2 separate regions of the Oryctolagus cuniculus genome follow, and region 2 is linked to region 1. The links are chromatin contacts, called in public Hi-C maps. All regions are on one chromosome and are shown on one strand. The core of a region is the stretch at or near the end of the contact, and the rest is flanking DNA. Distances in the headings are between cores, read along the strand shown.

Evidence for each region. A called contact is a pair of places that touch in the nucleus more often than the background predicts.
Region 2: a Hi-C map of skin fibroblasts shows a contact between it and region 1, with 3 times the contacts expected there. The contact joins the enhancer-like site here to the promoter of AQP10 in region 1. A contact is called at or near these places in 2 of 6 Hi-C or Micro-C datasets (skin fibroblasts and an unstated tissue).

What each region holds. Positions count from the first base shown.
Region 1 is chr7:44,103,223-44,109,990 of mOryCun1.1, forward strand. It overlaps AQP10 (aquaporin 10), which reads right to left and starts at 3,479. Exons shown (of 6, transcript XM_008264381.4): 1 at 3,333-3,479; 2 at 2,876-3,002; 3 at 2,174-2,311; 4 at 1,952-2,070; 5 at 1,509-1,726; 6 at 75-1,084. The coding sequence starts at 3,437. The coding sequence ends at 907.
Region 2 is chr7:44,201,520-44,208,287 of mOryCun1.1, forward strand. It overlaps CFAP141 (cilia and flagella associated protein 141), which reads left to right. Exons shown (of 4, transcript XM_070077683.1): 3 at 3,836-3,989; 4 at 4,546-4,935. The coding sequence ends at 4,647. Among named protein-coding and RNA genes, the nearest start is that of CFAP141, 7.1 kb to the left of the region's middle. Within about 2 kb of position 3,977, at least 1 of the 8 cell types and tissues checked has an H3K27ac peak or open chromatin away from gene starts, as enhancers often do.

The DNA.
Region 1 (6,768 bases), core at 2,229-4,728:
CGGGGAGCTCCAGGGCCGGGAACCCAGCCCTCGCATCCTCCCCGCGGCTGAAACAAACGATTCTCGAGGCCAGGTAGCGCCGAGGTGTTCTGTTTAATTCGGAGGGAAGGGACTGGGAGAACGCCGCCTTCCCTGCGGAAAGCACGTTCCCGGGAGGGGGGGCGTGAGGGCTGGGGACGCGGTGAACGACGAGGCTTTTCCTCCACGCCGGTTTCCCCTCGCTCCCGGAATCACGCCCCTAGGGGCCACCGCCCACTCCCTTCGCCTTCTCTCCTCGCCCTGGATCGCCTCACTGGACTGCACCCCCTCCCTGAACGACACGGCCCCGATTGTCCAGCTGTCGAGTTGTGCCTCAGTTTCTCTGCCCGTCTCCGAGGGCTCGAGGGCTCGAGGGCTGTGCTCGGCCCGCACCACGCCCCTTGGGTGGAGGCAGTGCCTCACCCTCGGCTACCTTTGCGGGCGGCCCAGCGTAAGGGAGGCGCCCCCGTGAGGGTGACGGCGGGCGGCGCCGAGGTTCCGAGAGCTGGGAGGTGCAGTCGGGCCCAGGCTTTGGAGGGAAGTGCCCAGGGTTCGGGCCCGCGCTAGGTGATCGGGCCCTGGCGCCCCGTGGGGTCCCCCAGGCTGGCACCCCGGGCGCGCGCCCCCTGGCGGCTGCTGGGCGCTCCTGCGTTCCTAGAGGCCCTGAGGGTCAGAATACCCTTCGTGGGGCCAGGGGTGAGGGGCGTGAGTTCCTGACCCTCGTCTGCCTGCAGTCCGCCCGTGTCTGGCATCTTTCCCGGTTGAGGAGGAAGGGCTGCCCGGATGGGTACACAGAGAATCTGGCATAAAGAAGAGTGGCCGTGTGGCTGGCAGGCAAGTTGGGTGGCTGTCCCCAGTGGCCTTCCAGGTAGGCGAGGGCTGTCATGGTCACAGCTTACACTCCAGCGTCTGGACCGAGTGAGTCTGTAGGGCAGGCTTCGCCTCCTGGGCTGGCTCTGAGTCCTCCGGGTGGTGCAGAGACACCAGCAAGTGGTACACAGCCGTGCCGAGGACGGCCCCCACCATAGGGGCCACCACGGGCACCCACCACCAGCCGTTGCCAGCACTGCCAGCAAAAGACAAAAGGGAGATATAAGGGGTGGCTCCCTTAGCCCCTCTCCCCAAGGACAGCAACTAGCAGTGGTAGTTCTGGGGGAGGGACACCGGGAAGAGAATCTCTTAACACTAAAGCATAGCACTTAGGGAGGGAACCCCAGGAGGGCTTGGTCCAGCCTCTCGCCATAGGGAGTTCTTGACTATACGCAATTTGCTGATGACGTCACTAGTGCCCCGAAAGATAATATGACGGGCCCAAGAACACAACCTCTGGATCTTAGCATTCTGTTGCAAAGGGCAGAAAGGGGTCTCTAAAGAGGGGTGTGGGCTTGCAGAAGGGATACTGTGCTAAGAGGAGAGAGCTGGGCACCAGGGCCAGAGCCATTAGCAGAGGGAGGGCAGTGGAGCACAGCACCAGGAGCTGCTTCTCTCACCTGAATACTTCAGGGCCCCAGCCAGCCACATAGGTGAAGAGCCGTGGGCCCAGGTCCCGTGCAGGGTTGAGTGGGTACCCACAGTTGGCACCCAAGGATAAGCCAATGCTCAGGATCAGAAGCCCCACTACCACTGGCTCGAGACCGGCAGGCACGCCCTTGTTCCGTCTGTCCAGGATGGCCAAGAGCCCCACAATCAGAACGCTGGTGCCCAGAACCTTGGAGTTGATGGAAGTAAAGGGATCTATGTCATCCGGCTTCATCCAACCTAGGCAGCTGGGACTGGGGGTGGGAGGAGGGGGAGCGGGGCAGGTGCCAAGACAACTGTCACCCCACATCCCACCCAGAGCCTGGACAGTAGGCTGGGGTCCCAAGGGACAGGACAAAGGTCTCCCCTAGACGGTAGTAGCCTGGGATCCCAAAGGTCTCTGCCTCACACCCACCTGGTCCCAGAAGCCGTTGCTCAGGGACAGATAAGAGGCAGGATAGGTGGTGAAGATGGAGGCCGTCTCCCTGGGACCAGTCACTGTGAGGTTCCCACCTGTATAGTTCTGCAGGGCATCTTCAGGGAAGACGAACAGCCAGGCTTCCACCTTTGCTCACCCAAACCCTCCCGAGGCACCCCCGCCCACACACAGGTGCCCCGCCCCTGCCCCCTCTGTTACCGTAGTAGACGGAGTAGGTAACTCCCGAGGCACAGAAAGCAGACAGCAGCTGCACAAAGATATAAATGGGGAGCTTGGCCCAGGGGAAGCGTCCCAGGAGGCACATGGACAGGGAGAAGGCCGGATTCAGGTGGGCCCCTTGAAGGAACAAGAAAGAAAACCAGCGTCCATTAAGTGGCGCTGCCATGCCGCTGCTGCTTCCCACAACACTCAAGGCACACAATGTTATTTCCATCGTAGAGCTTCGGAGGTTGAGGCGCAGGAGTGTAGGTGACTCAGCGGGGTCGCACAGTGCGCCTGGGCCTGTCTGCTCCTTCCCGCTGCAGTACGCCGGGTCTCAGGCTCCAGCCAGACAGGCTGATGCCCCGAGTGATGGGGAAGGAGCAGGTGAGGTCCTGGGCAGACAGGAGCCCCAGAGGGCTGCAGGGGCACACAAGGATAGCACTTAACTTCAATGCCCTGCCTTAGATTCCTCCCAAGCGAGCCTGGGATCAGTGTGAGGAAGGGGATTGGAGAGATACAGAAAGGGGAGGGGCTGGGTGAGGGCAAAGGCGTATCTCAGTCCAGGGAGGGCACTGGCAAAGCTTAGGGAGATAATGTCCGTGAGTCACCAAGGGATGTGCCTTGTGACCACCGCCACCAGACTCCCACGCTCACGTACACTCGCTGCCCTCCCCGATGACCACGCACCACCCTCCTCACCTGAGACGTTGCCGCCCACGTAGATGGCGACGGTCACGGCCAGAGCGCCCCCCAGGAACATGGTGAAGAAGTTGCCTTTGCTTTCTTCACTGGTCACAGCCTGGGCCACGCTGCCCTGGGTGATGAGCTGTGGGGGAAAGGAGAGAGGAGGAACACGGGACCCAGGAGAGGGAGACGGGGACGGCTCAGGGAACAGCCAAGAGGCGGGAACAGAGACAAGCAAAAGAGGAAAGGAAACAGAAATGGAAGAAGTGGAAGAGGAAGGAGAAAGGGGAGGAAAGTGAGAAAGGAGAAGGGACTGGAATGAAAGAGAGAGAGGGAGAGGAAGTAGGAGAGGAAGGGGGAGAGATGAGGAGGAAGAGGACAGGGAAGTGGGTGAAAGATGGAAAACAGAGGCTGGCAGGAGACCAGCAGGATCCAGAAACCTCTGTCCACCTCCCCCCACGCCCCTGCATACCAGGAGCACAAACACACCCAGGAACTCTGCCAGGCACTGTCGGGCCAGGAGGTTGTGGATCCGCAGGTGGTCCCTGACTTCTGCCTGGAGCTGACTGAAGGCCATGGTGGGGACAGCCGTGTCGCAGCGACTGCTCCCTCTGTCTGCAGAGCCACACTGCTACTTGCCCAGCTACTGCCTACCAGGGGAAAGATAAGAAAGAGACTTTAAAACCAATTAGCTCGGCTCCCGAACTGCAGCTAATGTCCACACACGTGTGTGGGCTGGAGAACATAGCCTTTTGTGCACGTGCAAGGGCTACAGGGGAGGGCGGGCGTACGTGGGCATGCTATGTGTGCAGCCAGAGCCTGGAGTTTGCTCTACGTCTTCTGTCCCTCGTCCACTTGCCGGCCAGGGGCTGGCATCCACCCATGCCACAGGTGGAGGGAAGTACCTGCTTCAGATAACATTAGTTCTCGAAGTCCCAGTCTCAAGATAAGGATACTGAGCCTTACGCTCCCCCTCCCCCACCAGGATCACACAATTAATGGCCGAGTGAGTTCAAATGCTGTTTTCTCACAGTCCATTGGGTATTCCACAGAGCCTCTTGTCTGCCACGGGAAGCCTTTTTCCAAAGCATTTGGAGGCTTGGAGAGCTCAGTAAACTTCCAGAGAGACTGGCCTGGAGACCACAGACTGTGGGAGTGGAACCCACACAATTAAATGCTTGCACTTCCTTCATGCAGTCTTGTCTTGGTGAGAGAATGCTGTCTTCGTGTCTCCTGCCATGGCTTGAGCTGGGGACTTCACACTCGCACTCAGCCCCACCTTCCCTTCTCTGGATGCGCACCACCTTTACCCCATGGTGCACATGGCCACATCCTACTGCTTGTTGCAAGCCTCCATGCAATCAGGGTCATTCAGCAAGGAAAGGAGAACAGCAGTGATTAACAAAACATAGGCTCTGCCCTCCTAGAGCTTGTGTTCGTGTTCTAGTAGGTGCAAACCGACGACACACACATTTTTAAAAAGATTTATTTCCTTATTTGAAAGAGTTACAGAGAGAGAGGGAGGGAGAGAGAGATAGCAAGCACCCATCCACTGGTTCCCTCCCCAAATGGCCCCAACAGCCAGGGCTGGGCCAGGTGAAGCCAGGAGCCAGGAGTTTCTTCTGGATCTCCCACACAGGTGCAGGGGCCCAAGCCACCTTCTGCTGCTTTCCCAGGTACCTTGCCAGGGAGCTGGATTGGAAGTGGAGCAGCCAGGACTCGAACCAGCATCCATATGGGATGCTGGCACTGCAGACAGCAGCTTTACGCACTAAGCCACAAAACCAGCCCCCCATTTTTTTAAAGATTTATTTATTTATTTGAAAGTCAGAGTTGGCACCCATCCGAAGTCAGGAGCCAGGTGCTTCTTCCAGGTCTCCCATGCAGGTGCAGGGGCCCAAGGACTTGGGCCATCTTCTACTGCTTTCCCAGGCCATAGAAGAGCGCTGGATCACAAGTGGAGCAGCTGGGACTCGAACCGGCAGCAATATAGGATGGCAGTGCTGCAGGCTGCGGCTTTTCCTGCTATGCTACAGCGCCGGCCCCTGCAACTTTTTTCTTGAATGTTTGGGTCCACAGTGGGTTGAACCCATGGATGTGGAGCCCATGGCTACTGAGGACTTGCCTTTCCTGCCCTGGGAGCACCCAGCTAGCACCACTCTCCATAGGTTTCTGGAGTATTCAGTCCTCACCCTTACATTCTTTCCAGCAAGGGATGGGACATTGCAGCAACCGCACATGGCCAGGGCCCCACCAGTCTTACACGGCTCCACTCAAAGGCCACCAACTTGATAGAACCGCGGCCAGCGCTGTGGCAAAGCCCCAGCCTGCACTGCTGGTGTCCCATATGTGTGCTGGTTCGAGTCCCAGCTGCTCCACTTCCCATCCAGCTCTCTGCTGTGGCCTGGGAAAGCAGTAGAAGATGACCCAAGTGCTTAGGCCCCTGCACCCGGAAGACCTGGAAGAAGCTCCTAGCTCCTGGCTTCAGATCTGTGCAGCCCTGGCCATTGTGGCCATCTGGAGAGTGCAGCAGTGGATGGAAGAGCTCTCTTTGCCTCTGCCTCTCTGTAACTCTGCCTTTCAAAAAAATAAACAAATAAATTTTTTTTTAAAAAATGCATGTAAGATTCTTCTGGAGGAAAAAACAAAACAAGAGGCAGCCGAGGGGCCAGCTCTAAGACAGTACCCTAGGGGGCGCTCCAGAGCAAGCGCCCAGCCCCGTCAGTGGCCACCCCGTGATGCTGAGAATTAACGGCATGGTTCTGGGCTAGAAATTCAACCTTCACACACAATGAACACCTCAGGGAATTCGATCTGGAGGGCCTCCAGATCCTGGAAAGCAGAGCTGTGGTTGTTTCCCCTGGGGGCTCACAGCCAAGCGTCCCAGTTGAACCTCCCTGTCTTTCCTTGAGCGAGAGCGAAGCCCGCAAGGAAAGGACTCGCCCAGCTGGCTGCGCCGGGCCACAGGAGGAACCGCTTGGCATTCGGGTCGTTCCCGGTGGGTTCTCCTGGCGTTCCCATGCTGTGTTCACAGCAGAGACCTCGGGCTAAGGACGGCGTGGAGGCACGCCTGCACTCGTGGGAGAAGGTGCGGGTCGTCCCGCTCCTGCCTGCCTGGCCCTGGCCGGGTGCTGGCCACAGGCAAGGAAAATCTATAATCGGTGGTACAGCGGAGGGTGATGAGACTCTTCCAGACCTTGAGAGCCCTTGTAGGGTTCTGTTTGGTCGCCACCGCAGGAGGGAGACGACGAAGGAACGTCACCGACTGGAAAGCGTCGCCGTGAGACTCACCGGTTTGTGCTGCCTCTGCAGGAGCCGGAAGCGACCACTGGCAAACATGGCAGCCCTGCGGAGCAGCAGGCTGAGAGCCGAAACACAGTGGTGAGACTGGACGGAGGAGGCTCCTGAGGCTTGCACCCCGCACGTTCAGGCGTGTGTTCTGTAAAGGAGCAACACCCGAGCCGCAGGGGGCGGCTGGTGCGCCATCCAGGCCATCTTGAGAAGTTCAGCAGTTACACAATACGTGTTCTTTGTTGTTGTTATTTAATTTTTTTAATTTTTGGAATGCTTTTTAAATTTAAAAAAAAAAAACCATCATAGCAGTAAAGGCTACTGACTTGCCTATTAACCCTTCTCTTGAAGTTCCCTCCAAAAAAAGAAAACCAACTAGAATCATGTAGAAGCTTTTCCCAACAAGGCAAACTGACCATAAGAAATCCAGATCTGAGGGCCAGCGTTGTGGCACAGTGGGTTAAGCTGCTAACGCAACACTGCCATCCCATGAGGCTGCTCCACTTCCAATGCAGCTCTCTGCTGTGGCCTGGGAAAGCAGCCGAGGATGGCCCAAGTGCTTGTGCTCCTGCACCCCTGTGGGAGGCATGGAGGAAACTCCAGGCTTCTGGGTTCCA
Region 2 (6,768 bases), core at 2,727-5,226, 99 kb after region 1:
ACCGCGCTGATCTGAAGGCAGGAGCCAGGTGCTCCTCCTGGTCTCCCATGGGGTGCAGGACCCAAGCACTTGGGCCATCCTCCACTGCCTTCCCATGCCACAGCAGAGAGCTGGCCTGGAAGAGGGGCAACCGGGACAGAATCCGGCTCCCCAACCGGGACTAGAACCCGGTGTGCCGGCGCCACTAGGTGGAGGATTAGCCTATTGAACCACGGCGCCGGCCTGCTGATTCATTCTTCAAATGCCCACAACACCACTTTGAGCACCTCTTCCCATATCACCAGTGTCCGAGTTCGAGTCCCATCTCTACTTCCCACCCAGCTTCCTGCTCAGATGATGACTCAAGTACTTGGGTCCTTGCCACCCTCGTGGGAGACCCTGAGGAAGCTCCTAGGTCCTGGATTCGGCCTGCCTCACTGGTGTGGGCATCTGAAGAGTGAACCAGCAGGTGGAAAAGCAATCTCTCTGTCTCTGTCTCTTTCTGTCTCATGCGTGCTCTCACTCTGTCTCACTTGCTCTTTTTTTTTTTTTTTAAGATGTATTTATTTGAAAGTCAGAGTTACACAGAGAGAGGAGAGGGAGAGAGAGAGTGCGAGAGAGAGAGAGAGAGAGAGAGAGAGAGAGAGGTCCTCTATCCAATGGTTCACTCCCCAGATGGCCGCAATGGCCGAAGCTGTGCTGATCTGAAGCCAGGAGCCAGGAGCTTCTTCTGTGTCTCCCACGTGGGTGCAGGGGCCCAAGGACTTGGGCCATCTTCTACTGCTTTCCCAGGCCATAGCAGAGAGCTGGATCGGAAATGGAGCAGCCAGGACTAGAACCAGCGCCCATATGGGATGCCAGCGCTTCAGGCCAGGGTGTTAACCCACTGCCGCCACAGTGCTGGCCCCATGCTCATGCTCTGTCTTTCAAATAAATAAAATTACTTGTTTCCTCCCAGGATGCACATTAGCAGGAAGCTGGAATGGAGAACTGAGCAGGCAGGGACGTACTTAAACAACAGGCGCTCTGGTATGAGATGTAGGCATTTCAAGTGGCAGCTTAACACTAAATCAAGCCGGCGCTGTGGCTCAATAGGCTAATCCTCCACCATGCGGCGCCGGCACACCGGGTTCTAGTCCCGGTTGGGGAGCCGGATTCTGTCCCGGTTGCCCCTCTTCCAGGCCAGCTCTCTGCTATGGCCAGGGAGTGCAGTGGAGGATGGCCCAGGTGCTTGGGCCCTGCACCCCATGGGAGACCAGGAAAAGCACCTGGCTCCTGGCTCCTGCCATCGGATCAGCGCGGTGCGCCGGCTGCAGCGGCAGCCATTGGAGGGTGATCCAACGGCAAAGGAAGACCTTTCTCTCTCTGTCTCTCTCTCTCACTGTCCACTCTGCCTGTCAAAAAAAAAAAAAAAAAAAAAAAAAAAAAAAAAAAACCACTAAATCAAATGTCTACCTCCTTAAGATGTACATTTAATGTATTTCTATGTGAATTTAATTTTTTAGTCATGTGAAATAAATACTTCCATTTCTAAAAGATTTATTTATTTGAAAGGTGGAGTTACAGAGAGGCAGAGGGAAAAAGAGAAAGAGGTCTTCCATCCACTTTTTCACTCCCCAAATGGCTGCAATAGCCAGAGCTGGGCCAATCTGAAGCCAGGAGCCAGGAGCTTCCTTTGGGTCTCCCACACAGGTGCAGGGGCCTAAGGTATTGGGCCATCTTCTGCTTTTCCAGGCTGTAGCAAAGAGCTGGATCGGAAATGGAGCAGCCAAGACTCAAACTGGCACCCATATGGGATGCCGGTGCTGCAGGCAGCAGCTTTACCCCCTACACTACAGTGCTGGCCCCCCAATTTGTTTAAAAATGTCAACAGTGTATATATACAAATACATACTTATGGGGCCATCACTCTGGCATAGCAGGTAAAGCCGCCACTTGCAGTGCCGGCGTCCCATATGGGTGCCAGTTTGAGACCCAGCTGCTCCACTTCCAATCCAGCTCTCTGCTATGGCCTGGGAAAGCAATTGAAGATGGCCCAAGGTCTTGGGCCCCTGCACCTGTGTGGGAGACCTGGAAGAAGCTCCTGGCTCCTGGCTTCAGATTGGTACAGCTCTGGCAATTGTGGCCAATTGGAGAGTGAACCAGCAGATGGAAGACCTCTCCCTCTCTCTGTTTCTCTGCCTCTCTTCTCTGTGTTTAATTCTGACTTTCAAATAAATAAATAAATCTTAAAAAAAATATACATACTATAAGTATCTGATGTATAGGAAGATACTCCAAAAAAGTCTATGGAAGAATGGAATTAAAGGTAATGTGTGGGGACTGGCGCTGTGGCATGGCGGGTAAAGTCGCCACCTGCAGTGCTGGCATCCCATATGGGTGCTGGTTCAAGACCCAGCTGCTCCACTTCCAATCCAGCTCTCTGCTATGGCCTGGGAAAGCAATTGAAGATGGCCCAAGGTCTTGGGCCCCTGCACCTGTGTGGGAGACCTGGAAGAAGCTCCTGGCTCCTGGCTTCAGATTGGTACAGCTCTGGCAATTGTGGCCAATTGGAGAGTGAACCAGCAGATGGAAGACCTCTCCCTCTCTCTGTTTCTCTGCCTCTCTTCTCTGTGTTTAATTCTGACTTTCAAATAAATAAATAAATCTTAAAAAAAATATACATACTATAAGTATCTGATGTATAGGAAGATACTCCAAAAAAGTCTATGGAAGAATGGAATTAAAGGTAATGTGTGGGGACTGGCGCTGTGGCATGGCGGGTAAAGTCGCCACCTGCAGTGCTGGCATCCCATATGGGTGCTGGTTCAAGACCCAGCTGCTCCACTTCCGATCCAGCTCTCTGCTATGACCTGGAAAAGTAGTGGAAGATGGTCCGAGTCCTTGGGCACGTACACTTATGTGGGAGACCCAGAAGAAGCACCTGGCTCCTGGCTTCATCCTGGCCCAGCCCGAGTCATTGAGGTCATTTGGAGAGTGAACCAGCAGATGGAAGATTTCTCTGTTTGTCTGTCTCTCTCTCGCTCTCTCTCTCCCTCTCTCTCCTCTCTCTGTAACACTGACTTTCAAATAAATGAATAAATGATAATGTGGAGAGGGTCCCTGGCATGGCCCAGCAGGTTAAGCTGCCCCTAGCAATCCTGGCATGCCATATTCGAGCACCAGTTTGAGTCCCTGCTCCTCTGCTTCCAATCTGGTTCCCAGTTACTGCACCTAGGAAGGTAGTGGAAGATGCACTGAGTGCTTGGGCCCCTGCCACGCATGAGGGAGTCAGGGATGGAGTTCTTTGCTCCTGGCTTTGTCCTGGTCCAGCCCTGCTTAGTGCAGGTGTTTGGAGAGTGAACCAACAGATGGAAGGTCTCTATCTCTCTCTGTCATTCTGGCTTTCAAATAAATATATATTTTTAAAGGTAATGTTCGTTTTCCATTAACTTTTTTGAAGACTCCATGTATATTCCTTTTATGTATTAAAATTTTTTATTTTTTTATATTTTAAAGAAAACCTTAATGAAGATTCCAGTGTGTGACCAGTGATGAGAATCATTGGTGTGGTGGGAGAAATACTCATATTAGCCCCAAGAAAGCTAGGATTTGAGACCAAAATCTGCCACTACGTGACTTTGGACAAACCACAATTTTAGTTTCCTCATCTGCTTTATGAGAAAATTAATAATTATACCACATAGCTACTGTAATCATTAAATAACATAGTATCCTCCATAGAAGATTCTAAATCCATTGTAGTTACTCATTTAAGGATTTTTGGAATCTTCTAAGGTGGCACAGAGGTTCTTGGCAAAGAGGTGGCTTCCCTGGTAGATATCTTTGTCTCCTCTCCTGGCTCTAACCCATTCAGTTCCCACATCTGTACCTGGCGCAGGTGGCGGAATTCCCGAACTCGCTGCCTGTGGCAGATGACGTTGAACCAGAGGAGAAACCCCTACGCCGCCCTGAGGCTGCGGGAGGAAGTGGCGCGGGAGCTGGCGCTGGCAAGCAAGCAGCTGTTGATGGTGCGTTCTCGCCGGGCAGCCTCCGCCTCCGCCTCCGCCTGCGCTGCCCTGCCGGGGTGTCCGAGCTCGTGGCCTCTTGTCATTCCTCAGCCGTCTCCCAAGCCTCGGCTATTTCACCATTACAGCTCTAACTCCAATGCTGAGCTCTTTCCCGTAGATTCTTGGCATCCAACGTAAAGGGGGCACATTTTCAAGTCCCAAAAGACATTCTAGTCTTTGCTCCTCGACCTGGTGAGACTCAAAACTGCCTCTTCGTGTGCTGCATCTGCCTGAGTATCCCTCTCTCTCCCTGGAGTCCCCGGTAGCTGTCATGTCACTGTATTTAGCAGGTGTCCAGCAGAAAGTTCCAGGCTCATGGGATGCTCTCAGGAGATTTTTTCTGGTGAACGTGGGGCTTCCCTTCCACTGGTTCAGCCCCTCTGCTGCCAGCTAACTTTATGTCACAGCTCAGCTCAGGTCCAAGGGAACACAGTGATGGGAAAGCAATCAGGGAGAGAAAGAGAAATGGTGGTGAACAGAGAGCAAACACTGCACTCTCTTCTGCCCTCCCTGCCAGGTCCGTCAAGCTGCCCTGCACCAGCTGTTTGAAAAGGAGTACCAGCAGTACCAGCAGGAACTAAATCAGATGGGCAAAGCTTTTTATGTGGAGAGACTCTGACTGCATCCGAAACCCCATCCTCGTCACACCTGCTAACCTAGCCACCTTGAACCTCTACTGCCTTAAAATTTCCTTCCCCAAATGTTCCTGGATCTAGCTATCTGCCCAGCACTTTAAGACAATGCTCTCACTCCCACCTCTTGACTCAATTGCTATTTGGGAAATAATCTATAAACAAGAGTTAAAGACAGCAGCGACACCTTGTGGTCAGAGTGGGATATACAGTGTTGATGTAGAGGTAGAATGGACGATTTGGTTTCGCAAATAAAACTAGTTCCTAAAAGTGCAGTCAGACCCTCTGGCTCGTTCTTTCACCCCTAAATCTTGATTTGTTTCAAAATAGTTCACTTTTTAAATTTTTAAAAAATTTTTATTTATTTTTGAATTTTAACATATACACACTTCATGCATTTCATATACACAAATTTAGGAACATAGTGGTTCTTCCCACACTACCATCCCTCCCACCCAAGTGCTCACTTCTTAGATACTTCAATCTTAACTTTCTGCACTTTGTTCACTACTTCTCAAGTCTTAATTTTCTCGATCTTTTCTATATACTTGTTTTTTATTTTTATTTTTTATCTTTTCTATATACTTGTACAAATAGCTTTGAAGATGGGTTGTTAACATATAGGCATTGTGGTGCTTTGGAGTCAGGAGGAATGGATTTATTTTATTTTTTAGATTTAATTTATTTGAAATGCAAAATGATGCAAAGAGAAGGTGAGACAGAGAAGGAAAGAGATCTTCCCATCTGCTGGTTCACTCTGCAAATGGTCATAGTGGCCAAGGCTGGATCAGGCTGAGGTCAGAAACCAGGAACTCCATCTGGGTCTCCCATGTGGGTGGCAGAGGCATAAGTACTTGGGTCCTCTCCTGCTGCTTTCCCTGCTACATTGGCAGGGAGCTGGATAGGAAGCAGAGCAGCCAGCCGAGATTTGAACTGACTGACACACTGGTATGAAGTTCTGGCATTGCAAGTGGTGGCTTAAATTGTTACACCCAGCACCAACCCAGTGGATTTATTTTTGTAAAATTTATTTATTTATTTATTTAAAAGGAGAGAGAGAGAGAATCTTCCATCCCCTGGTTCACTCCACAAATGGCTGCAATGGCTGGAGCTGGGCAATCCAAAGCTAAGAACCGAGGAACTTCATCCGGATCTCCTACATGGGTGGAGGAGCCCAATCACTTGGACCATCTTCTACTGCTTTCCTAGGCCATTAGCAGGCAACTGGATTGGAAGTGGAACAGCCAGGACATGAACTGGTGCCCATAAGGGATGCCAGCATTGCAGGCAGCAGCTTTACCTGCTACATCACAGCACCAGCCCTGAATTTTGTTTTTTGAATTGTCCAGTTACTGTTAAATCTTGGACAAGTATATTTCCTGAATTCCCATCTCTGCAAGTGGAGAGGGTTCTGAAATCAAATGCCTCCAGCAGTCAGACAGGTGTAAGGAAATAAGGAGTGGATAGAAAGAGCATTCTAACCTACAGACATTCAAAATGCTGACAAATACAAAAAATACCAATTGGGCAATGGCTTGGGCCCTGTCAGCCATGGGGAACACTCAGATGGAGCTCCTGGCTCCTGGCTTTGGCTTGGCCCGGTCGTGGCTGCTGTGGCCATTTGGCGAGTGAACCAGCAGATAGAAGATCTGATCTCTCTCTCTCTCTCTCTCTCTCTCTGTCTCTCTTTCTCTCAAATAAATAAATCATCAAAAATTTTTTAAAAGAATGGAGACAGGGGCTGGTGCTGTGGCATAGCGGGTAAAGTCACTGCCTCAGTGCTGACATCCCATATGGGCGCCTGCTCAAGTCCTGGCCGCTCCACTTCCAATCCAGCTCTCTGCTATGGCCTGAGAAAGCAGTGGAAGATGGCCCGAGTGCTTGGGCCCCTGCACCCACGTGGGAGACCCAGAAGAAGCTCCTGGTTCCTGGCTTAGGATCAGTATAGCTCCAGCCATTGCAGCCATTTGGGGAGTGAACCAGCGTATGGAAGACCTCTCTTTCTCTCTCTCTCTCTCTCTCACTTTCTCTCTCACTCTCTGCCTCTGCCTCTCTGTAACTCTGCCTTTCAAATAAATAAATCTTTTAAAAAAAGAATGGAGACATAA